2 separate regions of the Ovis aries genome follow, and region 2 is linked to region 1. A link is a contact called in public Hi-C data. All regions are on one chromosome and are shown on one strand. The core of a region is the stretch at or near the end of the contact, and the rest is flanking DNA. Distances in the headings are between cores, read along the strand shown. Region 1 holds the start of ABTB3 (ankyrin repeat and BTB domain containing 3). Region 2 overlaps ABTB3 (ankyrin repeat and BTB domain containing 3).

What was found. Hi-C and Micro-C count contacts between places; a contact is called where the count stands out from the background.
Region 2: a contact with region 1 is called in a Hi-C map of skin fibroblasts, with 2.8 times the contacts expected there. The contact joins the enhancer-like site here to the promoter of ABTB3 in region 1. A contact is called at or near these places in 2 of 16 Hi-C or Micro-C datasets (blood and skin fibroblasts).

The regions. Positions count from the first base shown.
Region 1 is chr3:176,179,474-176,185,679 of ARS-UI_Ramb_v3.0, forward strand. ABTB3 (ankyrin repeat and BTB domain containing 3) reads left to right here and starts at 1,916. Exons shown (of 15, transcript XM_027967689.3): 1 at 1,916-3,596. The coding sequence starts at 2,453. It overlaps LOC121819147 (a long non-coding RNA gene), which reads right to left and starts at 1,787. Exons shown (of 2, transcript XR_006059381.2): 1 at 1,724-1,787.
Region 2 is chr3:176,246,764-176,252,917 of ARS-UI_Ramb_v3.0, forward strand. The region is part of intron 1 of ABTB3 (ankyrin repeat and BTB domain containing 3); the gene reads left to right. Among named protein-coding and RNA genes, the nearest start is that of ABTB3, 68 kb to the left of the region's middle. Within about 2 kb of position 2,613, at least 6 of the 54 cell types and tissues checked have an H3K27ac peak or open chromatin away from gene starts, as enhancers often do.

The DNA.
Region 1 (6,206 bases), core at 666-3,165:
ATCTGTAGTTCAGTGTGGAATCTAACCAGTAACCAGACTGCGGCAACCTAGTATTACAAGGGCCCAGAAATCAACAGCCTCAGAAGTGGCAGAGGTGTTGAAACACCCAAGACAGTACTGAGTGTTAAAAAGACACCAGGCCCCAAATGGAATCCCAGATGGCACTAGTGGTAAAAACAAACAAACAAACAACAACAACAAAAAAACCCACCTTCCAATGCATGTAGACATAAGAGACACAGGTTCAGTTCCTGGGTTGGGAAGATCCCCTGGAGGAGGGCACAGCAACCCACTCCAGTATTCTTGCCTAGAGTATCCCATGGACAGAGGGCCTGGTGGGCTACCGTCCATAGGGTGGCGAAGAGTCAGACACAACTGAAGCGACTTAGCACATGCTAAGCTCCACCTGGCTCTTCCAGAAATGGAATCTTAAAGTAGTCAATCAGGAATCACTTGAGCAGCAATAGTTAGGTAATCTACCTTCTAGACCCCCTGCCATCCCCGAGAGGAAAGCAGTCTAGCAATAACCAACCATCTCTTTCGCCTGGTGTAACTTCCTCGTTCCCTCTCCATTCTGTCTATGTAAGTCTTTCATTTCATATAGCTCCTCCAAGCTCCTTTCCATCTGCTACATGCGAAACTGCCAGATTTGCAAACGGTTGAATAAAGCCAATAAGAGCTTTAAATTTTACTTAGTTGAATTTTGTTTTGTAACATGAAGGATCTGGGCTACCTTCCCTAGAAGGGCATTTTTAAGCTAGAAACTCAGAGGAAGCCAGAGCAGGAGAGTCCCCTACCCCCTGGCAGAGACAGTGGGACTGGTGATCCCCAGGTGAATAAGATTTGGTTTCTGCCCTGGTGGATGGGGACAATTAACAGGACAATGCTATTGGACATAAATGCAATTAAGACATGCATATAGATCATTCTTTAGTCAAAAAAGAAAAACTCTTGAGCTGTCTGGAACTATACCCACCAGAATGTCAAAGTGAGACTTCACAGGTGGCTCAGTGGTAAAGAATTTGCCTGCCAAGCAGGAGATGCAGGTTCTGTCCTTGGGTTAGGAAGATCCTCTGGAGAAGGGAATGGCAACCCACTCCAGTATTCTTGCCTGGAAAATCCGGTGAACAGAGGAGCCTGGCGGGCTACAGTCATGGGGTCGCAAAGAGTCCGACAGGGCTTAGCGAGTAAACCACAGCAAGCCCTCCCTCCAGTCCACCCCCCCAGGCACTTGAAGGATCGACTCAGGGTCCTCCTGGCTACTAAAGGAATGTAGTTCACGAGCCCTGGTGGCTGTCGGCTAGTGTCCAGAGACAGCTTTCCAGCCCTGTCCGTTCCTTATCCCTCTGCTTGTCTGGTTTCTTATCTCCACTCTGGCAAACTGGGTCTGAAAGAGGGCAGCATTAATTGTTTTGGGGACCCGAAGGTCGGGGGAGTCAGGAGAGGAAGAAAAAACATACTTTGTGTACTAGAGAAAGAAAAAGGAAAGTGAAATCTGAAACGCTAGGGCAGAAAGCGACCCCAAGCAGACACATTGTGAACCGCTGGGGGGAGCACAACTCGGTGGGTGGGTGGGTCACCTGTCCAACCTACCCAACCTACCCTTCTCCAGGTCTGGTATCAAAGCCGAAGCCTGAAGGGCAGGGACAGCAGGGATAATCATCCTGCTTTTCTAATAATCATCAGCGATTCTAAGCTCCCACTGCCCCCAACACACACCCACCTCTAGTTCTCAGGCCGCAGCTCACCACTTCCTGCAGCCTCGGTCCCAGGTCGGGGGCGTGTTTGAGGGGCGGGGCTGCGTGGAGCTGAGGAAAATATTTATTTATTTATTTAAAGATAATTAGCATCCTCCAATCCCATTGGCTCTCCGCCGGCCCTGCTTTACATACGCCCGCCCCGCTAGCTGCCCAGGGCTTGCGGGGTTCGGCAGGGTTTGCAGCCGCCGCGGTCGCTGCTGCTCTTCAGTGCCGGGCGGGCGAACACGGAGTGAACCCCGGCCCGGGAACCGGGAACCGGGGAGCCGAGAGCCAAGAGCCAGCTGCCGGCGGAGCTGCTGCCGCGGCGGCATCTGAGTAAATTTCCGTCCTACGAACACCGAGGCCGGCGTCCAGCGGCTTCTGCGCCCAGCCCGGCCCAGTAGGGAGTGGATCAGACACTTTTTATTTTGGAAGAAAGGGGCGAGTCCGGCGTGAGCTTCTCCCCCGGCCTGGCTCGCTCCTTAGCGCGCCCCAGATCCGGCCTGGGCTCTGGAAGATGACTCCCTGGTGTGCCCTGTGGATTCCAGCGGCGACGGCTCGGGGAGGCATCCGAAAGTAGTCACACTTGGTAGCGGCGGCTGGTGGAAAAGTGAGCCGAGGCGGCGCTGACTCGGCTCTTCCCGCGCCCCGGCGCCCGCTGCTCCTCGCTGCTCCTTCCCCTCGGCTCCCCGGCGGCATGAAGTGGCGCAGCGATGGCCAGGAGAGGTAAGAAGCCGGTGGTGCGGACGCTGGAGGATCTAACACTGGACTCGGGTTATGGTGGCGCGGCGGACTCAGTGCGCTCCTCCAACTTGTCCCTGTGCTGTTCCGACTCGCACCCGGCGTCCCCGTATGGCGGGAGCTGCTGGCCGCCTCTAACTGACTCCATGCACAGCCGGCACAACAGCTTTGACACTGTCAACACTGCCCTGGTGGAAGACTCCGAGGGGCTGGACTGTGCCGGCCAGCACTGCTCGCGGCTGCTGCCGGACCTCGACGAGGTCCCCTGGACCCTCCAGGAGCTGGAGGCGTTGCTCCTGCGCTCACGGGATCCCCGGGCAGGCCCGGTGGCCCCCGGCGGCCTGCCTAAAGACGCATTGGCCAAGCTGTCGACGCTGGTGAGCCGGGCGCTGGTACGCATCGCCAAGGAGGCACAGCGCCTGAGCCTGCGCTTCGCTAAGTGCACCAAGTATGAGATCCAGAGCGCCATGGAGATCGTGCTGTCCTGGGGCCTGGCGGCGCACTGCACGGCGGCCGCGCTGGCCGCACTGTCCCTCTACAACATGAGCAGTGCCGGTGGCGACCGCCTGGGCCGCGGCAAATCGGCGCGCTGCGGCCTCACCTTCTCTGTGGGCCGCGTGTACCGCTGGATGGTGGACAGCCGCGTGGCGCTACGCATCCACGAGCACGCAGCCATCTACCTGACGGCCTGCATGGAGAGCCTATTCCGGGACATCTACGCGCGGGTCGTGGCCTCCGGGCTGCCCAGGAGCTGCAGCGGCCCAGGCCCGGGCTCCAGCTCCGGCCCAGGCCAAGGCTCGGGCCCCGGAGCAGCCCCCGCGGGGGATAAGGAGCGGGAGGTCCCCGGAGGGGGAGCGGCGAGCGGCGGCGCCTGCAGCGCAGCCAGCAGCGCCAGCGGGGGCAGCAGCTGTTGCGCCCCGCCGACCGTCGCTGCTGCTGCCGCCGCCCCAGCCCCACAGGCAGCCGCCGCCAACCACCACCACCACCACCACCACGCGCTCCACGAGGCGCCCAAGTTCACCGTGGAGACGCTGGAGTACACAGTCAACAACGACTCCGAGATCTGGGGGCTGCTGCAGCCCTACCAGCACCTCATCTGCGGGAAGAACGCCAGTGGTAAGTGGCCGCGCGGGTGCCGCCCCCTCCCATCCAACGCGGCCAATTCTCCTCGTAAGTTGGCCCTTCGGTCCCCTCCCGCGTCCTTCCGGCCGCCCGCTGCTATCTTAAACCTCTGAGGGGACCGCCGATCTGAAGACAGCCAGAAACCCCACCTAGTGCCTCCTGCTTTCGGGATGCGCGGCGCGTACTCTACGCGGCTGGTATGGTCCCAAGCTAGAGAGCTTGCGGTTCCGCCCGCGATTCCGGGTGGAGCTGCGGCTGCCCCCTGCAGGCTATAGGAAGAATACAGCGCCACTCTGGGGGGGCGATCATTTGCGGCTAGTATATATTTCTGCCAGAGCCCTGTGGGGTTTTTGGTTTTTGTTTTTGACCTTAAAGATGACAAATACGCGGGCGAAGGAGTCTGGCTCCCTGGAACTCGGGAGGAGACGCTTTCCTCCCTCCGCAGCCCGATTCCGCTTGCTTCCCGGCGCCCTCGAGACGCCGTCGGTGAGCTGGTGAAGGAGAGGCCCCGTGGCTGTAAAGGCAGACTGAGAGCTCACTCGGCCTAGAAATAGTTGGGGAAAGGTGTACGTGGTGAGAGGGTGGAACGGGCAATTTTTCTGGGGCAGTTTTTGAGGCCAGAGCTCACAGCTGGTGGGCGCTGCGCAATGGACGACCCCCCTGATGGAGACCTCCCAGCTCTTGCCGCCTTTGGCTGTCTGGGAGCTGCGGCTGTCACACTTGGCTTAAGGGATCCCGTCAGGATGGGAGTGGGGCGGAGTTCCGGGGAGACTGCCAGTTTAAGAGGTGGTTTCCAGCAGGTTCTGTCATTCCTTTCCTCACCCCCTATTTTGAAGGCCGGAGCTGGGTGGGTTTGAACCTGCAGTTCTGGTGGCGGAGGGGGTGGGGCCGGGGCGTTTGTTTTCGAGAGCTCGAGCTGGCGGTCCTGCCTGTCTGCGAAAGCCGGAGCTAGACACTTCAAAGCTTCAATTTTCCACAGGAAATGGTAGAAGTGTAACTGGAGACTCCAAAAGCGAAATAAAACTTTGTTACATATTCGGCGGTTTGGCTGGAGGCTCCGTGGTTGGTGCTGAAATGCAGTCTTTCTGGGCAGATTTCATTCATGTTGCTGCCTGTCCTTTTCCCCGGGCCTAAGCAGAGATGCAGCGGGCGCGGCCCGGCCTCTGGGGGTGCCAAGTGTGTGCATGGGAGTGTGTGCGTATTTGTGAGAGTCTGTGTGCGCGCGTTCGCGCGTGTTTCTGTGGGTGTGCCCAGAAGCAAGCAGCTCCAGCAGAAGCCCTTTGGAAACAGAATCTCCAGTTGTCAGTCCCCTCATCTGGCTTTGGTCATCGTTGGGGGAGGGGAAGGAAGAAGCAAAAAGTGTGTGTGTGTGTGCGCGCGCCCGCGTGTGTGTGCCCCCGCGCGCTCATGAGTGGTGGGGCCAGGTTGGCAACTCCCCAATGCTCATCAAGACTCCTCCCGCATCTTCGCCAAAGCCCTCCCCCCTCTGCTGCCTGTCGGAGAGCGAAACCTCTAAAGGGAGGGTACCTGTAAGTCTTCCCATGCAGGTCCACCCATACCTGTGAAATCCTGATGAGATGGAAACACCTGGGAGAAGGCATTGGTCTTTGTGTGCGTTTCTTCTGGAGGAGAATAAGGATTCACCTGTAAAACCCAGGAGCTTTGGACTGGATAATTTCTGTTTGAAACCCTGCCCCCCACAAAAAGTTCCTGCCTGCTTGAGCCCCCCGCCCCCGTTCTTACCTCCCCGCCCCCCAACCCTTACCTGCTGTTCCGACTGGAATCTCCTCCCGCTCCTGTTTCCTTTGGGAAGAAAAGCATTCCCCTTTGACTTCAGTTTGGCTTCCCTGGTGGTTCAGACATAAAGAATCTGCCTGCAGCGCAGGAGACCTGGGTTGGATCCCTAGGTAGGGAAGATCCCCTGGAGAAGGGAATGGCTGGCTACCCATTCCAGTATTCTTGCCTGGAGCATTCCATGGACAGAGGAGCCTGCCAGGCTTCAGTGGACTACAGCCCACGGATCACAAAGAGTGGGACAGAACTGAGCCGTCAGCACTTTCACTTCATTTGGGAATCTGGGTACCCTGCTTCGCCTCTGAGTTGGCCATTCTCTTGAAGCTGTGACTGTGGGTCATAACTCACCTTGCTTCTCTGGGCCTCAGTCTCCCCTTCTATATAATGAAGGCCTCCATCTGTAATACACTCCCAAGTCCTCTTGTAGCTCTGTCTGTTTGTGTTAGCAGCCTCTATATTTTTTCAAGTTGGTTTTACTTTTATGATCTTTAGTATCTTTTAAAGACAGTGTTTGTGTTTATCCTTTTTGGAGTAAGTATAATTTGAGGAAGGAGGAGACCACAGAGCTGGTTTGGGGCAGGGTGAGTGTGTGGTGGTTGAGGTTTGCTGCCATTGCAGCAATTCCACACCACAGAGCTTAACTCATAGGTCTCAGGGCCCCTTCACCATCTTATAATATGAGATACACTGTGATTTCATTGTGATCGCTTCACTTCTTTTCCTTGGGCTTGTTAAAAATGGAAGGAAGCAGTAAGAAATGAGCAATTAATTTTTTAGGTACCTGAAACATACATTAAACATCAAATCTGT
Region 2 (6,154 bases), core at 1,363-3,862, 68 kb after region 1:
TCCCCAGCATGGGCTGGCGGAGCACTTCCAGAGAGAACAGAGCATCCTGGTCCCTGTTCCGTCTCTCACGGACCGCGGGTGACTGCGGGACCCTGAGCAGGTCTCCTGACGTCTCTGGGCTCAGATCCCTCATCCACAATGTGGCGATGTTCATCCTTAGTTTCCAGAGGGCAAGGAGCTGGGCCAGATACTCTCAGGAGACTCCTTACCACTCTGGGATCTCGGATCCTCTCCCTTCTTCCTCCACTGACATAGACCGCACTGGGCAATTTTTGTTTATGGACGTCTCCTCTTGTGTGTTGGATGTCTCCTCCTGTGTGTTAGAATCTCACGATTCCAGCAGTGTTCCTCACCTGCTCAAAAACTTGCCAAGGCCTTCCTTCCCATCACCCTTGGAGGAGAATCCAGAGTTTTCACCTGACCTAAGGCTCTGTATGGTCCAGCCTGGCTGCCTCTTCAGCCCCAGGGCCTTTCTGCTTGTACATGGCTTTCTAATCTCAGGCCCCTTTTTGTCATTCTCTGAATATGGCAGGCAGCTCCCAACCACCAGGATGGTATCCCCGAGGCACCCAGTGCTCCTTCCTCACTTCCATCTGGAGTTTGCTTATTGCTTCCAGAGATGATTCCTTGGGCATTCATTCTGTTCAAACAACCCTCCCCTTTCTCCACCATCCCAGCCCCTGCCAGCCCTCTCTGTCCTCTTGCTGGGCCTGTATGTTTCTTCTTAGAGCCAAGAAGACATTGGTTCTCTTGGTCCACTCAAATCCTCTAGGGCCAGGCTTTCGCCATGGATCACCACAGTCCTTCTGGGACCTGGGATTATTCCCTATATATATTTGTAGGCCCTGAATACATTTCTGATGGATTTACATGTGTGCTGCAGACTCTGTGAGGCTAAGAATGAGAAAATAAGATTGCTGTGGCCAGGAGTAAGCAGTGTATGCCTCTATTGTGGGTTTGTGATAACGACCAGAACTGCCTTATATGGAATGATTACTGTGTCAAGGCGTTTGTGTTGTCTTATCCAGCCCTACAGTAGCTGAATGTGGGGATACTTAGTGGCCCCAATTTACAGGTGAAGGGCTTAGAGGTGGAAGGGACAGGTCCTTCAGTGGAGCCCAGGCCTGTCTGACTCCAGAATCCAACATCTCAACCACTTCCCTGTTCTTCTGCTTTTCAATGGGAAAAAAAGTCAGTGGCTGTCACCAGAGCACCCTGACACAGAGGTGTGCCACTGAGTACCCTTTCAGGACTGAAGGCCCCTCCTCACTCTTTGAAGCATTGCTGGTACAGCCCTGGGCTTGCAGCTCTCTTTGGAAATTGCCTCTGTTCAAAGAGCATCCAGGCCTGTATGCTATCACTTATACGTAGAATTAAAAAATACAGCAAACTAGTGAATAAAATTTTTAAAAAGCAGACTCACAGGTATAGAGAACAAGCTAGTGGTTACTAGTGGAGAGAGGGAAGTGGGGAGGGGAATTCAGGGGTGGGAAGAAAAAGGGTTATTATGGGAATATATGAAATCATGTGTGTGAAACTTTTGAAAATTGTAAAGCACTAAAGAATTTAAAGACTCTTTCATTCAACTGAAAAAAAAAGTGTATCTGGGCTAAAGTCATATCCCTCTGTAGGCAGCCCTCTCTCAGTGACTGTGAGCCTGCTTCTATTTTGTTTTAGATTGGGGGTATAAAAGCTGGGCCCCCACTCAGAAGTTCAGGACAGCTCTGAAGGTCACCCCAGCTTCTCAGCACCTAGTGGGCTGGGCTGAGGCCTCTGCTGAGACTGACTTACAACCCATCTTCTCCTTCTGCCCAGTCTTGCTTCTCACCTTCCCTCGCACAGGGGCCAAGCCCTGGAGCGCCCCTTTGTCTCTATGTATAAGTCCTATAGGTAAACCTCCACCTGCTCTTCAGCTTTTCTGGGAACCTACCTTGCTGCATGGATCCCCTCTACATCCCCTTGGAGAGGTGTCTTGGGTCTTGGAGGGCCAGCTTGTGCTGCATGAAGGCTTGGGACTATTCATTGGTAGTGATGACCAGCGGGAGGGGACAGTTGAGTGTGAGGCTCAGCATGGTTTCTCCTTGTGGTTCTGAGTTTTGATGGCCCACTGATGAGATGAACAACTTTTTGCTGAGCTGCTGTGAGCCCATACTGTGATCTTCTTAGGAAATGACTGTTGAGAACTGGAAATAAGAGAGGCAGAAATGAGATTGTTCTTTTAAAATTTCACACACAGCCCAAACAGGAAAGGGAAAGACCTGGTTTGGGGTGGGCAGTGGGATGTGGCCAGGTGTAATATATAATTCACCTTCTGGTTGTTAGAGCTTACATCTGGTTGCTTCAATTACAGCCCTGTCCCAGACTCCTTTTAATACTCTTCTAGTTTCCAGCAGGACTATGACATACAACAGATGCTCAAAAAGTGAAGGAAGATCAATGAATCAGCAGTGAGGGAAGTAACGGGAGATCAAGCCAAGGAAAGTGGGAAACATAACCTCATCATTATCTTCGGGAGACCCGCCACTTGGATATTTCTCAAACCTCAGTGGAGTGCACACTCTGCAAAGCCGATGTCAGGGCTAGAAATATCAGATGATTCAGCCACAGTCCCTGCCCAGAAAATGCTGTGACTCAGCCTTGGGCATGTCCCTTGATGACGGTCTTTGTCTTGGCTGTATTCAGATACAGTCTCTTAACCTCATGTCACTTAAAGCTTGGGGGTGATGTGATTGCTCCCTCCTTACATCTTACCTGCCCAAGCTTTTTCCTCCCCTTCTGTTTCACATCAGTTATATGACTGGACCATTTCCACCACCACTGTTTCTTGTTGAGCACTTTCCATAAGCCAACCACTGTGCTTAAAGCAATTTACATACACTATTTAATCCTTATAAGAATTCTATAAGGTAGGTACCATTATTATCCCCTTTTTATATTAATGAAGGAGAGCCCGAAGCTCTGGGAGGTCCAGGGTCTCAGAGCAAGTAAGTGCAGTCCAGTTAGTGCAGCCCATTCTCTTGGTGCTTCTTCATCCCTTGAACCTCCTGGTTCCAGCTCCACACCAGCCCATTTTCTCTGTTTTTCGTTTCTCATCTGTGTCCTGACTCTTCATGTCCAGATCTACAACTGTGCTGACACCTTTCGCTTTGGGGAATGAGAGTGGATCTTCTGTCACTTGTGCAAATGTCCCCTGGCAGGGCTTTGGCTGCACATCCCGCCCTGTGGACCGACATCAGGGTTCCCCAGGAGGCTGTATCACCGGAGTCACTGGACGCTGCCTCCTCTTGATATGAGAGCTGCCCCTTCTCTTACAGTGCAGACTAGCAGAGGTGCCGGAAACAATAACTCAGTTTCTGCTCCCAGTGACAGGCAGGTGGTCAAGCATTGGACCCGTCAGAACTGATGTTCCGGGTTGACCACCTACTTGCTGAGTGACCTTGGGCAAGTTACTGAACTTCTCTGTGCCTCTGTTTCCCCTTCCCTTTCTAAACAATGGGGATTGCAACACAGTGACCTCCCCAGAGGTTATTGGAAAGAGTAACTGAGACATTGTATTTAAAGCACTGGTTGCGGCAGCTGATGTGAGCTAAGGCTCTGTGAATGGTTGTTTTTAGCACTGTTCTCAGTATCAGCAGACAAGCCATAAACTGAATCCCCCTCTCTCCTCTCCCTCCACCCCTTTCTCCATGTTAGTCACCCACTCCCACCCGCAAAGCCTTGTGCTAGGGAGTGGGAAACAGATAACAAAGACTGACTCAGGCTCGAGCTTATAGAAACTTCCAGGAGAATGAGTATTCATGGGTCAGGCTGTTGGGTAGCCTTGGCCTTGAGTTTTACCTTGAATCTTGCCTCCACTCCTCTCTGTGTAACTCTGGGACAAGTTGATTTCTCGGAGCCCCAGATTCCTGAACCTAACAATGGACTTTACTCACATCTACCCTAACCCCTCACAGGGCTGTCTGGCCACTGTCCGGAAAGCCAGCGAATCTCTACCATCTACATTCTCTGCAGCAACAGAAGTCTCATGCCCCTGGCATCCCTGGCTTTGACAATGCTGAGAACCACCTGTGACATTTAAAGGACTTGCCTTTAACCCCAGCAGGTGTGCAGAACAACAGAATGGGTTCTCAGCACTGGCAAATGTGTTCTGAGCCCCAGTAAATGGACCCAGGATTTATGAATGGGTGTCACTGGCCTGCTGTGTTCCGTTTTATCACCAAAGATTATAGAAGATTGGGAGCTCTTATTTCAGCAGATGCTTTATGGTTTTCATTACTCTCTTGAATCTCTGCATAATTTGCTGGGGTTAGAGATGGAGTGCCTTTGTTTCTTTGTTTGCATTTTTTTCCTTTCTGTGTGAACCAGTAAAAATCAATAAAAGGCCAGCAAATGAAAGCCCTGCCCACACCAGAGCTTGCTGTGTGTTGCTGCAGGACCAAGTGGGCTTCCTTCTAGGTTGGGGAACAGTGGTTGGTTCAGGCTGAGGGAACCCGAGCCTGGGTCTCTGGGCCCGTGTAGACTCACCAAGGCCCTTGGGGATTGAGACCACACCCTGTGTTTATAGACGGAGAAACTGAGTCCAAGAATTAGGACTTGACTGTCTGAGGCTGACTTACGTGGTGTCTAATGAACCCCATTCCCTGAGTCACCTGACAGATTATTTTGGGGCGTCTGCTGCATGTAATTTGCCAGGATCAGGAGTTTGTGTTTTTCCTTTTTAACACTAAGCCGAGCTGCCGTTCTGGCACAGGGGTCTTTGAGTCAGGGTACATGCAAACATGCTGGATGCTGCACCAAGAGGCAAGAGAAATGTTCCAGAACGTCTCTTCCTAAGTAATTTTTTCACTCATCTTTAAGGTATTTCTATATTTTATGTCTATTCTATAATGAAATGTGATAGAGTAGTACAGCAGTGATTAGGGGAGCCTGTAATTAAATATATGTTCATATCCTGGGGAGGTACCCTCAAGAATTATAGGGTATATGATCAAAACAATTTGGAGACCATTGGTTTAGTGAATGCACAGCCATCCCTGAGCCCTCTAATATAACCCTACCCTGTTACTCTCTTTCCCTCTCCTCTGCCTTTACCTGCATCATTTTCCCTGACTTTATATTTTTGTTTCTTTCTTGTGTATCCCTTCACTAGGATGTTAGGTCTGCATGGTTGGAGACTGTGGTTTGCGCAGGGCTGTCTCCCTAGCACCTGCAAGGCTGGGCATGCAGTAAATATCTGCTAAGACAAATGAACAAGAGGGGAGCCACTGCAGATGGGTGAACACACGTGTGCACCAGGGTGGACTACACACAGGGTTTGAGGAAGTACAGGGTCCTAGGAGGACGCTGAGGGGGCACCTGACCCAAGCCTTCAGGGAAGCTTGCTGAGCTGAAACTCTGAACTGGAACCTTCAGGGTAAGAAAGGAGTAGGTCAAGAAACATGAGTATCCGGTAGAAAACAGCAAAGGTAAATGGTGGAGACAACAAAGGGCAGGGTCTTCCAGAAGTTTCCATGGGACTGGAACTTAGTGTGTGCATCAGGGAATGGCCAGAATGAGGCTGGAAAGGAGATTAGATCTGATCTCATTGTGTCAGGGAGTTGAGGCTATAGCCTGAGGACAGACCAGAGCTACTGGACCTCCGTGTGGTGTGGAGCTAAGACTGGGCAGCCAGACTGCCTGGATTCTCATCCTGGCTGTCATTTAGGCAAGATAGTTAACCCCTTCTGCCTCTGTTCGCTCATCTGTAAAATGGGGATGATAATTAGGGCCAGCCGCATCAGGGTGATGTGAGGATTAAATGAGCTAATTCATGTTAATCACAGAACTCATTCCTGGCATGGAAAACTGCTCTGCAAGTCTTACTTTTTAACATTCATTTAACAAATAGTAACTGCAAAGCCTACTGTTCTCCAGGCTGGGGTTACATTGTGACCAAACCATCCTGGCATGGAGTTTGCATCCTAATTAGGGGAGGAAAATAATACATGAATAAATAAATTAACAAGAACAAATCAGTCAGTGATAAGACTAAGGGAACAATTAGAGCAGGGATATACAGAGGTGCCCAGGGCTCCCTTGGGTTGGGTGTCCAGGAAGGGCCTCCCTGAGGAGGTGACTTATCTGCAGTGTGTGCGAGGGCCCAGGAGAATCAGAA